Regions from separate parts of the Mus musculus genome. Here region 1 is linked to region 2. Evidence: chromatin contacts called from public promoter capture Hi-C data. All regions are on one chromosome and are shown on one strand. The core of a region is the stretch at or near the end of the contact, and the rest is flanking DNA. Distances in the headings are between cores, read along the strand shown.

What was found. Promoter capture Hi-C pulls out the DNA fragments that hold promoters and counts their contacts.
Region 1: a contact with region 2 is called in a promoter capture Hi-C map of neural stem cells. The contact joins the promoter of Adam30 here to the promoter of Pde4dip in region 2. A contact is called at or near these places in 15 of 39 promoter capture datasets (the 3T3-L1 cell line, the C10 cell line, the HPC-7 cell line and 12 more), 1 of 15 datasets of contacts at CTCF or cohesin (stem cell-derived epiblast-like cells), 3 of 484 Hi-C or Micro-C datasets (bone marrow-derived macrophages and embryonic stem cells), 4 of 115 datasets of contacts at active chromatin or transcription factors (embryonic stem cells and stem cell-derived neural progenitor cells) and 2 of 9 other capture datasets (embryonic stem cells and liver).

What each region holds. Positions count from the first base shown.
Region 1 is chr3:98,157,665-98,163,621 of GRCm38.p6, reverse strand. Adam30 (a disintegrin and metallopeptidase domain 30) reads right to left here and starts at 2,988. Exons shown (of 1, transcript NM_027665.2): 1 at 1-2,988. The coding sequence starts at 2,769. The coding sequence ends at 571.
Region 2 is chr3:97,885,770-97,892,448 of GRCm38.p6, reverse strand. It overlaps Pde4dip (phosphodiesterase 4D interacting protein (myomegalin)), which reads left to right and starts at 3,742. Exons shown (of 47, transcript NM_001289701.1): 1 at 3,742-3,960. The coding sequence starts at 3,779.

The DNA.
Region 1 (5,957 bases), core at 1,739-4,238, 270 kb before region 2:
AACCATTGACTGCTGTACCAGCAGAGAGCTGAGAACTGTTATTCTTATGGCTTCTCACCTGCCTTATACTGCATAAACAGTCACCTCCCTCGCTTGTCCATTGGCTTAATAAAGAACTGGTGGACAACAGCTAGGCAGAAAGGGGAAGGCAGAGCTTCTGAACTGAGATAGGGTCTCTGGGAGAAAACCATTAGAAGCAGGGATTCACCAGCGGGACAAAGCGGTGGCCAGATGTGAGCAGACGCAGAGAGGTAACTAGGCATGTGGCAGGTCGTGGGCTAGGATAGTCAATAGCTCAGAGTCTGCCCAGCTAAAGGCCTAAGCTATCAAACAAATTAATAAGTCTCGGTGTCATCATTTAACTGGAGGATCCAGAAAGTCCCACTACAATGTATTGCAGATAGTAGGACTTTAACATGAGCCATGAATACAAAAATGCCACTCCAAGTGCCAAAGTCACCCCTGTGTGAATACAAAACAAAGGGATTATTTTTCATTCATTCATTAGTGTATTTACTTTACATCCTGATCACAATTCCCTCTCCCTCCTCGCCTACCAGTCGCTCCCTCTCACCTCTTCTTCCCCTGCGTCTCAGCTGGATTTTTTTGCTGGAGATTACGGCGGCGATTACGAAACAAATTTCTTATCAGCTGCCCCAAACACACAACAATCATGGAGACGAGGAATAAGATAGTACGCAACATGTACAGAGCACTAGTCGTTGAAAGTACTTCTATCCTGGGTCCAGGAGGCCCACTGTCAAGGCTCCCACCGTATCCTACCTCTACACAAAATGGGGGTTCCCAGCCATATGAGCAATGGCAATTCTTTCTATTGTTGCAAACACCTCGGCTATTGCACTTGTCAGGTAAACAGTCAAACTTCAGGTTGGTGTAGTCCACACAAGTCCTGTTAAGACACACCCGATTACGACCACAGGAGGTACCATCACTAATGTCACCTATGTCAGGTACCCCATGGGGTATCATGGTTCCATGATAGCTTGTGCCCCAGCAAATGAGATTATCTCCCCTCAGATAAGTGGACAGTATAATGGTGTGATCTGGAAATTTGGAGAGGGCTTTAACATTGATACACTGTAGCCTGCCACAGATTGTGTTGCCTCTATGACACCTTGTATATCGGGTAGCATTTACAATGCCACAGTTCCCAGACTGGTCACCTAACATGTTCACTGCTTCGTAACACTGGTGAGGGGCCTCCTTGGCTTTACGCCCAAAGATAGACTGGCACTGCAGGTACCTGGATCTGCATCCCTTACGGAAACAAAAGCCTCCGTTTCTGCATGGAGTTCCATCCTGCTTGTAAGAGTCATCTGGACAGACACCTGAGGTCCCATCACAGTACTCTTCGAGGTCACACTCATTCACTTCCTTCCTACACACATATCCTGATGGAAGGAAGTTACATTTATGACAGCAAAGCCCAGAGGAGCAGTTGACACCTTCTTTCCATTTACAGTCCGGCCCACAGCACAGGTCTTTTTTGCAGTCTTCTTTAGAACCACAGTCACATTCCTCTTTGTTTTCCACAATTTTATTTCCACACCTCTCTACGATATGTAGCTTTGGGAAGTCAGACAGACAATAGGACATTTTATAAGATGCGTGTAAAAAATACTGATGGTAACTACAGTTACTAAACCCTGTACGTCCTGTCCCCATGATGCAGCTCTTCCTACCTCTACACTGACAGAATTCCTCATCATGTATCATCCCCACACAATGGCCCAATTCATGAGCAGTCCAAGTAGCAGGCCCAAGGATATTAACATTGAGGAAGCTGCTTGCTGATCCAGCATGGAATTCTTCACAGGCTCTTCCCCAGGACCATGCATTAGCATCTATATATCTTCTCGCAATATATAAATGGAACCAGTCCGCGGGAAGCCGGTGATGCATTGAGTTTCTTTTGTAATGCACGAATTGACCTAAAACTTCAGATAAACTGGGATAATAAAGACGTATTCTATTATAGTATGTCCAGACTTCAAGCGCTTTCAGTTGAATCTTCAAGCTGACATCCTGAAAGTAGGTGTCTGCAATTGAAGCCAAAAGAATGGCGTCATCCACCATCCTAGACATATTGCCACGGGCAAACACGAATCTATCCAGGTCAAAGACCATGACCAGTTCCAGGTACCTTTGGTGCTTGTAGGACTGATGAAAACTACTTATCCTAGCCATCTCCTCTTCCTCGGCTGTTTGCCCACCTGTTTCTTCATCAACCACACCACAAGTCTCATTGTTAAAGTTGTCCTCAGTTACGAGATACACCACGTGTTCGAAACTGGAAGAGGCCCTGAGGGGCTCGATTTGGTAGTATCTGGAGTCAATGTTCAGTACGCCTCGCAGACCTCCCATGCATGTACTCAGAGTAGATTCGGATTCCTGAGAGCCTTCCACGGAGCCCACGTAATTACACTGGTCTGGTATATGCGGATAATCCTCTATCAGACTGCCCTCTTGAGTGAAGGAGAAAACTGGCAGATGTCTTGGCAACAGTAACTTCTTGGGTCGCAGGTGAACAACACGCGCCTTGCCTTCTATCTGTAAGAGGTATGACAAAGAACTGTCTACACCCTGCGCCCCTTTCTTAAAGCTTATTACTTTGGGAATGGTGATTTCATATGAGTCAAAGCCCCAGTCAGGGTCAAATAGTAGGTCTTCTTCGCCTACAGCCTCATGAAAGAGCATCGTCAGAAACAGCCAGCGGTGCTGGGGCAGGAAGGCCCACACTGACCTCATGATCTGTTCTATTTATCCCCGCTTGGTTTGTCCTGGACCCAGGAGTAGCAGGAGCAACTCCAGCCTGGTTTGTGCATCAGATTTCCATGGGACTCCTCTATAAGCGCAGGAGCCCCAGGCGCACTGCTCCTCTGGCAGGCTTTCCTGGGAAAACGGGACTCTCAGGGCCTAGATGGCGGGTTTCCCCAGGCGCGCCCCTTACCTAACGCATCCAGTTCCGTTTTCCTCCCCCACCCCCAACCCCTAACCCGGCAGTGAATTAAGCTCGCGCTTAAGAATAGAGGGAGACCGTGGTGGCGCACGCCTTTAATCCCAGCATTTAGGGGGCAGAGGCAGATGGATTTCTGAGTTCAAGTCCAGCCTGGTCTACAGAGTGAGTTCCAGGACAGCCAGAGCTATACAGAGAAACCCTGTCTCGGGAAAAAAAAAAATAGAGGGAGACAAGCACGATAGAATAAAGAGCACGCTACAGCGTGTTCTGAATATGTGGGATGCGGAGGGGTGGTTGTAGTGTCCAAAATGGAGAAAGAATAGGGAAATTGGCTCAGAAGACAACTTATGGAGCCTGTCTACAGGAGAACAGAAAAAAATTCACATGTTTTGGCCGTTGGTTGTGGAACATGCCTTTAATCCCAGAACTCTGAGTGGCAGAGGCACATCTCTGTGAGTTCAAGGCCAGGCTGGTCTCCAGAGTGAGTTCCAGGACTACACAGAGAAACTCTGTTTCAAACAAACAACAATAACAAAAGCACCATCACCACCAAAACAAAACAAAAAACAAAACTAAACAAAACAAAAAACTCCCACATTTGATAGCACCTCCCACACCTCACTAGTAAGTGTGCCCCATTTTCTGGTGGGTCTCTCCAAGAAGCTGAAGACACGAGTCAGATAGTCCCAGATTCCACATCCCACCCTCCTGCCCCAGGGTTCCAGCTGCTGGCTTTTCAGAGTTCTATGGCCGAACTAGAAAACGATGGTTTTTGCCTCTTTTGCTGCTGGTCAAGAATTTTCATGATAGTGTTGCCATGCTCAGTAAGCACTTGTTGGGGTCGGGAGAAATCCAGGGGTATTCTGAGAAAGGTACATGGTGAATATAACTGTAGTATGACTATGCACAGGTGACAGATGACAAAACGATGGTGAAGAAAAATGTGTGGCAGAAGGCATGACTCTGGGCTGAGAAGGAAAGGGAGGGGAGGAGTATGAGAGAAAAGCACAGCACTTATGGAGGGGTGAAGGCCTCAGAGAACTTTCCCTGAATGAAAGACATGAGCATTGAAAAGGCTGTCGCCATACTCAGAGGTGGCAGCTTGCCAGCCCTTCCGCCCTCCAGGCTGGAACGTTAATTATCTTGATCTTGTGCAGGCAGCCACAGCTGCTCTGCACTCATAATTGTGGAGATCCCATCATGCCTAGAGGATGCTGTTTCCTTTGGTCCCCTTCCGCATCTGGCTCCTACAGTCTTTTCACCCTCTTTTCCTAGATGGCCCCTGAGACCTGTAGGGTGGTGTAGGGTGTGACAGATACCTCTGTGGCTGAGCACTCCATAGACTCTTAGTCTCTGCACTTTGGCCAGTTGTGAAGTTTTGGTTCTTTGTTTTGGTGTGTGTGTGTGTGTGTGTGTGTGTGTGTGTGTGTGTGTGTGTGTGTGTGTGAGAGAGAGAGAGAGAGAGAGAGAGCTAGTCACCTGAAAAGACAGACTTTCTTTTTCATTTTAACTTTTTTTTTTTAAATTTACTTTATGTGTCTACATTCAAATGATATTCCCCTTCCCAGATAGAATTTTAAATGTGGTCAGGTATGTGGACATCCTAAGGTAACATAACTTGGGCTAGGTCCATCCCAGCACCATCAGCAGAGCCTCACATCAGCAGAGCATCCCATCACATTCCTCCATGGAACTGTGTGAGGGAAAGCAGGCAAGGAGACCAAATAAGAGACCCCAGAAAACCTAGGATGCATGGCCACGCTAAAAGAAGAGGCTTGGGGGTGGGCTGAGGACTGGGTTTGGAAAAGGAAGGGCAGGTTGAAGGGGAGCTAAGCAGGGGTCCAGGAACGCTGAATTTAGCCAAATGAGGGCTACTGTAACCGTGTGAGCTGGTTCAGGCAAGAGCTCGTGAGCTAAAGCAGACACCAGGATGTAGGTAACTAACTAACTAACTAACTAACTAACTAACTAACTGGAGATTACTTAGCAAAACCAGCTCACCTCTTTAGCTGGGCAAGGAGGAAGCTGGTATGGACAGAAAGGAAAGTTAAAAAGGACAGGGTTCTGACCATTCTCATCTGCTGCTGGGAAGCCAGACTGAGAGCCTGGCCAGCCTTCAGGGGCTGAGCTGCCCCACGGGTGGGACTCCCCAGCAGGAGGCTGGGCACTGCTGAGGCAGAGCCACGTTGTACACAGCACTGTGGGGTAAGAAGGTAAGGGAGGGTCAGGCCAGCCCCCCCCCGCCCCCCCAGCCCCCCGCAGCATGCTCTGTGAGCTCAGCCTCTGGCAGTGAGAATGAGGACATGGCAAAGGGAACCCAGGAGCCAGGAGAGAACCTGTGTCTCCTCTACTGTGAAAGCTGCAGAACACTGTCAAGAATGCAAACAATGGCAGCAGACAGAGTAGCTGGGGAAAGGCTGAGTTATCCCCTGACCATTGCTCCCCAGACTCCCTCCACCATAAGAAATATAGAAATCCTACATTTTAAGACATCACTAAGTAGTAGCACACCCCTTTGGAGCAGATCTCTGCAGATCCACGAAGATGTACTGTTTTGTAGTGATGCTATATAGACAAATAGATGACTTAAGTCTTAATGATGATCCTACAAGCATTCCTAAAATTATATCTGTGATTATTAAGTCCTTTTATAACGGGACTGCTATTTTAAAAGAACTTTCTTTTTATAAAGAGAACATCTTTCTCTTTCAGAGTCAGTCTTGCTACTATGCTCAAACTGTAGTGAGACCCAAGTCTGTGGGTCCCATAGGGAGTACAGACATTTGCCACCACATCTGGCAGGATATTGAAACTTTTGAGACGTGGGACCTAGTTGGAGGAAGTTGCATCACCCAGGGTGTGCCCTTCAAGGGGATACTGGCCCCTTCCTCTTTGCTTCCTAGCTATGAGATGACAGCTTCTCACATTCTTTGCTGTGATGTTGTTTTAGCACTGACCTAAAAGATACAGGTCAAGT
Region 2 (6,679 bases), core at 2,493-4,992:
GAACTTATCCCAGAGCTGGCTGATGTCTCCTACCGGGACTCTGTTATCTTGTACCAAGTGTTGGAAATCCACTAAAGATGGAAAGCCCAGCATCACCACAGTGCTCACGAAGCGCAGCTTAAGAACCATAGGTTCATATCCTACCTGTACTGGACACACTTTGATGCCTTCAAATAAAGATCTCGCATGAAGCTGGATGCAGTTCTCATGTACAAGCGTTATTGCGTGTATATTGTTCAGATCCTTTCCTCACGGTGAGAGGGTTAATTTGATATGCTTGCCCCATCTTGGCTGGAGTCAGAAGTTCTAATACCTCCTTGCTTCGGAGGTACTAGCAGTTTCACTGAACTGCTCATCTGCCTCAAGTATGGAAAAAAAACGGCATTGTCTTTTTAAATTATGGAATTTTGTTCCTTTAAATTTTGATATTAGGCAAAACTCATCACCAAGCAGAACCAAATTCTAAGCATTCAGAATCTTAAGCCATGATCGAAATAGGTTATTTATAGATCTAGAGCCGTGTAATGGGGATGGTTCATTAGCCCGTTTGTAGATAAGCCACGCAAATCCAGTTTCAGCCCCGCTGCGCGCTGCACACCGCCTTTACGGTTAGCCCCGAAGGCTCTAGGAAATGGGAGCAGAATCTTGGAGTGGTACCCGAGGAATCGGATGTCAGTGTCGGTGTTCGGCCTTGGAACTAAATTCCTTGAGGGGGAAATTTCTAAAAAAAAGATGCGGGCAATGTATCTGGTGTGGTCTTTGATGGAGCAGCTGTAATTTATGCAAGAAGACTGGGAGTCTGACTGCAGGGAAGGCAGTGAGAACAGCCCAGCACAGCCCTTGCCTGCCGCCAAGCTGATTGTACACAGGTGCTAGGGATCTGAGCCTGTGTTGTCATCCTTACGCATGGAGCCATCTCCTAAGCTTCCGGTAGCTTATATTTTGTGGGGGAAAACAAGTCAGTAGACTCAGTTGACACTCGGATGCTTGCGTCATGGAGCTTTACTCTTGCATAATTTTAGATTGTTTGGATTTGGCTTTATACGCTTAGATTGTTTCTTGTCTTTCTCGGGTTATTTCACAGTGTTTTGTCCTCAAGTCCCTGCTGCCGGGGTCACGCTCACACAGTTGCCCTATACCCCTCCTTTCTAAACCCACTCGAGAGTGCCGAAGGACTAGTTGAATATGGAAACAGGGCCATGAAGCAATTCAATGTGCCCCCTGTTCCCTAGGTGTGCAACAATTTCTGGGGAACGGAGACAGTACTAAAGCTAGCAATCCAAACAGCTCTGGAAAGCAAATAACCTGTAACTTGTCCCATCAGCCCTTTCTCAAATTTACCTTAGGATCCTGTAATAGATTCTTAGTGGAGGTGATTGGGACAAAATGTTATGGTACCACATTTTCTCATTTTATCTAGTAATGATGAGATTTTAATTTTTTTTAAGCAGGCATTCACAAATTACTACTTTCCTTATGCTAACAAAGTCTTTTCTTCCTCGGCTCCAAGTCAAACCCAAGATCTCATGTTAGGCAAGCGCTCTCTCCTTGAGCCTTGTGTGGTTTTCTTTTCAGTCTTGCTGGCTGGTGTTGTGTAAAAAGGTTTGTCTTAATACATGACTCCTTGAATGAAATTCGAACCCATTACAGAAAACCAGGAGGTAAAACATGGGCTGCAGATGGGAGCATAGACATCAAATGGTTCCATATAAAACAAACTGGATGAGAAAGCCTGAGAAAGGCTCAAAGACGGAAGGACTTACGGGAATGGGATAACATGCGGGTCGGTCACAGATGGAGTTAGCGCCCAAGGAGAAAGAGGAGATACAGACTAGAAGATTTCCGTCAAATCCTCTGGTAAGATAAACAGCCCAGATGAGATAGACTGGAAAGGCCAGGGAGATGTAGATTAAGAACGATGAGGCACCGATTGATAACTTAATTTTCTGGAGGCAGCAGCGATTGTGCTGGGGAGGAGCAATTAGAGATACAGATGGGTGACCAGAGGCTGTGTGGATGCGCAAGATAAAGATGGGTGACAAAGAACCAGAGGCTGTGTGGATGGATGCACAAGAGCTTTATCTCTGGCAACCTTCAGGCTTGCGTCTCTGGTAGCTGGGTGGCTGATAGGTCTGAGATAAGAGATAAAAAACAAAAAACAAAACCAGACCACAGGGGGGCGTGGGGGGGGAGGGGGGGACTCCAGGGAAGGATGGTGGGGATAAGTTGGGCTTTGTTTGTGTTGAGTCCATCATGGCTGCTGCCTAAGAACTTCTCCATCCACAGCGCACAGCCACAAAGACAAACTTTGCTTGCCTAGTGGCCTGGTGCTGTATACGACAGTGTGGGAGAAGCTGTCAGCGTTGCTGGAAACTGTCTCATCTCTGTTCTTTGGGGGAGAGATGTAGAGTATAAGAAGCAGGCTGCTGGAATGGCCACTTAGGGAGGATTTAGTCAGCCTATCGGTTGTGTGTTTGTAAGTACTGGGGACAGAACCCAGACCTTGCACACAGGGTATAAGTGCTTACCAATGGGTTATCTCCTGGTCCCATTTCATTTTGTATTGAGATAGGCTAGCCTTGAACTTCTGATCCTCCTGCCTCTGCCTCCCAAATAGTTGAGATCACAAGGATAAACCAGTTTGTCTTGGTAACGTTTTTCATTTTGAGACATGGTCTCATTATGCAGCCCTGGCCGACCTGGAATTTGCTTTATAACCTAGACTGTCCTGGAACTCACAGAGATCCACTTGCCTCTTCCTTCAGGGGCGGGGATTAAAGGTCTGCTCCACCACACCTCTGTGTGTGTGTGTGTGTGTGTGTGTGTGTGTGTGTGTGTGTGTGTGTGTGTGTGTGTGGTTTTGTTTGTTTTTAAATGACAGCACTCACTTGGTCTGATGGTGGATACTGTTTGTTTGTTAAGCGTTCTTAGAAAATGACCATCAGAAAATCTCAACTTGGAAAAAAGTAACAGCTTTTCAGGACAGTGCTCCCCACCTCCAATAACCAAAGACAATGCTGAAACAAACAAACAAACAAACAAACAAAACAAGGTTCTAGAAGATGGGGCAAAGAAGATGCTAGCCAACAAGCTGGAGTAGAATTCTCAGGAGTCAGCAAAGGGACAGTTTAATTATAAAAGGATGGCCAATTTAGGGAGGGAGAGAGCATACCCGGAAAGTATCTAGAGGTTTGAGAACAGGGGGAACTTTTTAAAACTCATCACAGTTTATTTAGTCATTATTTGTTTATCTATTTATTATCTCTCTGCGTGAGTGTGTGAGTGTGTGTGTGTGTGCCACAGCGAACATGTAAAGGTCGGAGGACAACTTGAGGGTGTCAGACTCTATCATGTGGTTCCCAGAATTGAACATAGGGTTTAGCAGCACATGCCTTTACCCGCTGAGCCATCTCTCCTGTCAGGGACTTCTTTAAGCTTAGAAACTGGGGAAGGTGACATTGGAATGCACAGAACGAAAAGGCAGTAGTGAGGTCTGGAAATGACAATAGTGCCAGGCTGAGGTCACAGATGGAGAACGAAGCGGAGATGCTAGAGGATGCAGGGCAGCTACGTGTGTAGCAGAAGGACCAAAAGCGCCTGGGCGGAGCAGTTGGCAGACAGCCTCGCGGGAGGCAGAACCTGGCCGCGTCTCAGCCACAGCCGCAGCATCTGGGTTGGATGCTCTTCCACGCTGGGAGGATGCGCCTGGGCAGCCGGTGAAACCAAAAGAAACCACGCAGAGATCATAGCAAGGGCACAGTGCCCAGGCCTCGGAACCATGAAGCGCACGGACAGCGGGTCCATCTGCCACCACGCGCCGCCGCCGTGCTGGGCTCACCACGCACCTCGCCAGTCTCCACGGCAGCCCTCCAGCCGGGAACGAAGACCCCCAGAGCGGGCTGGGAGCTGGGCGGTGGCGGCAGAGGAGGAGGAGGCAGCCTCGGCGGCACCCTGGATGAGGTAAGACGTGGCCAGCATCTGCCGCGGGAGCAGGGGAAGCTGCGGCGCTTGGGTGCTGGTGTGCTGTGGTACAGGGGTGCTGGTGCACGGTTCGCTAGACAGGGCTGGGGGGCTTGGCAGGAGATCTATGCTGTCACGGGAGGTTACTGGGGAAGGTTTGGCGAGCACGCTAGAGATGGGGGGCCCAGGAGCGAATAGGATCGACAGGACAGGGTTGAGCATAGCTGGGAGGTGCAGCTGATGATGCACAGGAGAAATGGTGGGAATCCAGGTTTCTATCCTAAGGTCTTTGCTTGATCTGTACCGATGTGGGTGAGGCTGGAGGCAACACCTGCTGGGCTGAGCCAAAGGAAAGGTGACTCAGGAGCTGGGCTAGTTAGGGGATTTGCAGAGCTCTCATCTTTGCCTTTTTTAGTCTCTTCTTCCTTGGATATTTATTTATTTGCCTTAGCTGGAAACAGCAGGGAGATTGGTGATGCCCTTTTCTTCCTTTGAAGCACTGGAGCCCGGCCTGGGCCTGTTGGCTGGATGCTCTGGGCCGCTAGCTCCACCTGAACCCAGACCCTTCCTCCACTCTGGCCTAGAAAACACCCGGCAGATTAGGTCCCGTGTTCGTCATGTAGCAACAGCAAGATGAAAATCTGTCATATTAATATTTCCAAAAGAAGAGACAGATTGTATGGCTGCCATTTTTAAAGTAAGCACGTCTTTGACATAGAATTTTTAGCTCCTCCCTCTGTACCCCCCTCCCTGCCCCCCCCCCCCCCCCCCCCCCGTGGAATGCCAGTACTTATCATTCAAATCGAAAGGCAATGGTGGGTTCAAGTCTTTACTTTGCCTTTAACTAACTGGGACTTTTCTAGGCCTCAGTTTCCTATGAATGGGATCGGGGTTTGGATTAGAAGAGTTTTGACCTCAGAGTGGAAGGGTTGCTGGGTTTGTATTGCATACTCCGGAGTCGGCTGGATCTGTGAACTAGAAAATAGAGTCTGTCTATTCAAAGAAACATAATTGCTTTCATTCATTGTACTACACCTATTTATGCAAGAAAATGTAGTCAAAGATTCGATTATACAGTAGTTAAAGGGATCATCATGTTTCTATTAAGAAATGCATAATAAATTATTGGAATTAAAGGATGAAGCAAGAGACATCCATATACATATATAGTGAAACTTTAGCCCAAATGTAATTATGTTTTAAAAATGTGAGTGAACTTTGACCAAAAATAAATCTGTATATTCACATACACATGCTTCTAAAATTTCATAGCTTCTCCCCTGCTCTCTATATAGTAGCGGAACTTTTTATCTGGAAAGAAACACTCATCATAGAGGGTGACCTATCTCACTGTCATTGACAATAGACATTTCGTAGGGCTAACTAACATATGTTTCTCTAAATTATGGCAGTAAGGTGTTGCAATATGATCTTCTTACATAGCCCAGGCTAGCCTCAAATTCATGATCTTCCTGCCTCAGCCCCCTCAGTTGCCTCAACTGATATTATAGGCTTGCACCCTGCTGTCCATATCTATGTAATGAGCCAGCCTGGGCCACATGGCAAAATTATGTCTCAAAAACGAAAAACAAAACCCCAAATCCCGTAAATAATTAAATAAGAAATCCTAATTATCCCATCATTGTTTATGTTAACTAAAAAGCAAATAACTGTAATTTCAAATAAAAATCAATAAAAAGCCAAATCAAAGCTGCGCAGTGGTGGTGCATGCCTTTAAGCCTGGCTCTCAGGAGGCAGAGGCAGGCAGATCTCTGTGAGTTTGAGGCTAGCCTGGTCTATAGAGCAAGTTCCAAGACAAGCAGGGTTATTTCACAGAGAGACTCTGTCTCTGAAAAAACAAACAAACAAACAAAACAAAAAAAAAACAGAACTAAAACAAAATATAAACATTCTAGGAGCTGGAAGCAGACTTTCCACAGCAGCTGTAAGAGCAGAGGTCTAATAGATGCTACTGTGTCAAAGGTTCTAATGGATGCTACTGTGTCAAAGGTTCTAATGGATGCTACTGTGTCAAAGGTTCTAATGGATGCTACCTTGTCAAAGGTTCTAATGGATGCTACTGTGTCAAAGGTGGGTGGGGGAGTCATGGTTTCCTGAGTCTCAGCTGGTCAACATCAGTGGCTACTACCCTTGTTTAACTTGTGCTGTTGGTTGAGTAGTGATGGTGATGGCTAGAACTTATCTTGATGCAAATGACTTCTGGAGCCTCAGCTCTAAACTATGGACATAACATTATAGCGTGGAGCAAACGTTAAAGCAGCCAGATGGATGGAGAAAAATAAAATCAAAGATGGTCTCTTCCTGGAAAGCTGGCTGAGTCCTGTGAGGCGGCAGTGTGGCATTACTTAGAAAATGTGTCAGAGTCCTGCCTTCAACCTAACTGTTTCTTAGGTTGACAGATCCACATCACTACCACCCGAAATTTGATAGCAAATTATTAATTTATAATAAAGGTTTTTTATATATATATATGCAGGAATGCAGTTTCTCTTCTGTTAGCTCAGGGAAGTCCTGTGACATACTTGCTACATTTGTTTGAAGTAAGAGCAGAGTTGTCAGTAGATTTTAATTTTCTAGGGAATAAATGAGAGCTCCAGAGTACCCAGGACATGAAGGAGCCCTTTCTTCCTCAAACAGTTGACCACCATCCTCTTTCTTCTGTACGCCTTCTCCCCTATCTGTAGTAAGTAAGCACCGT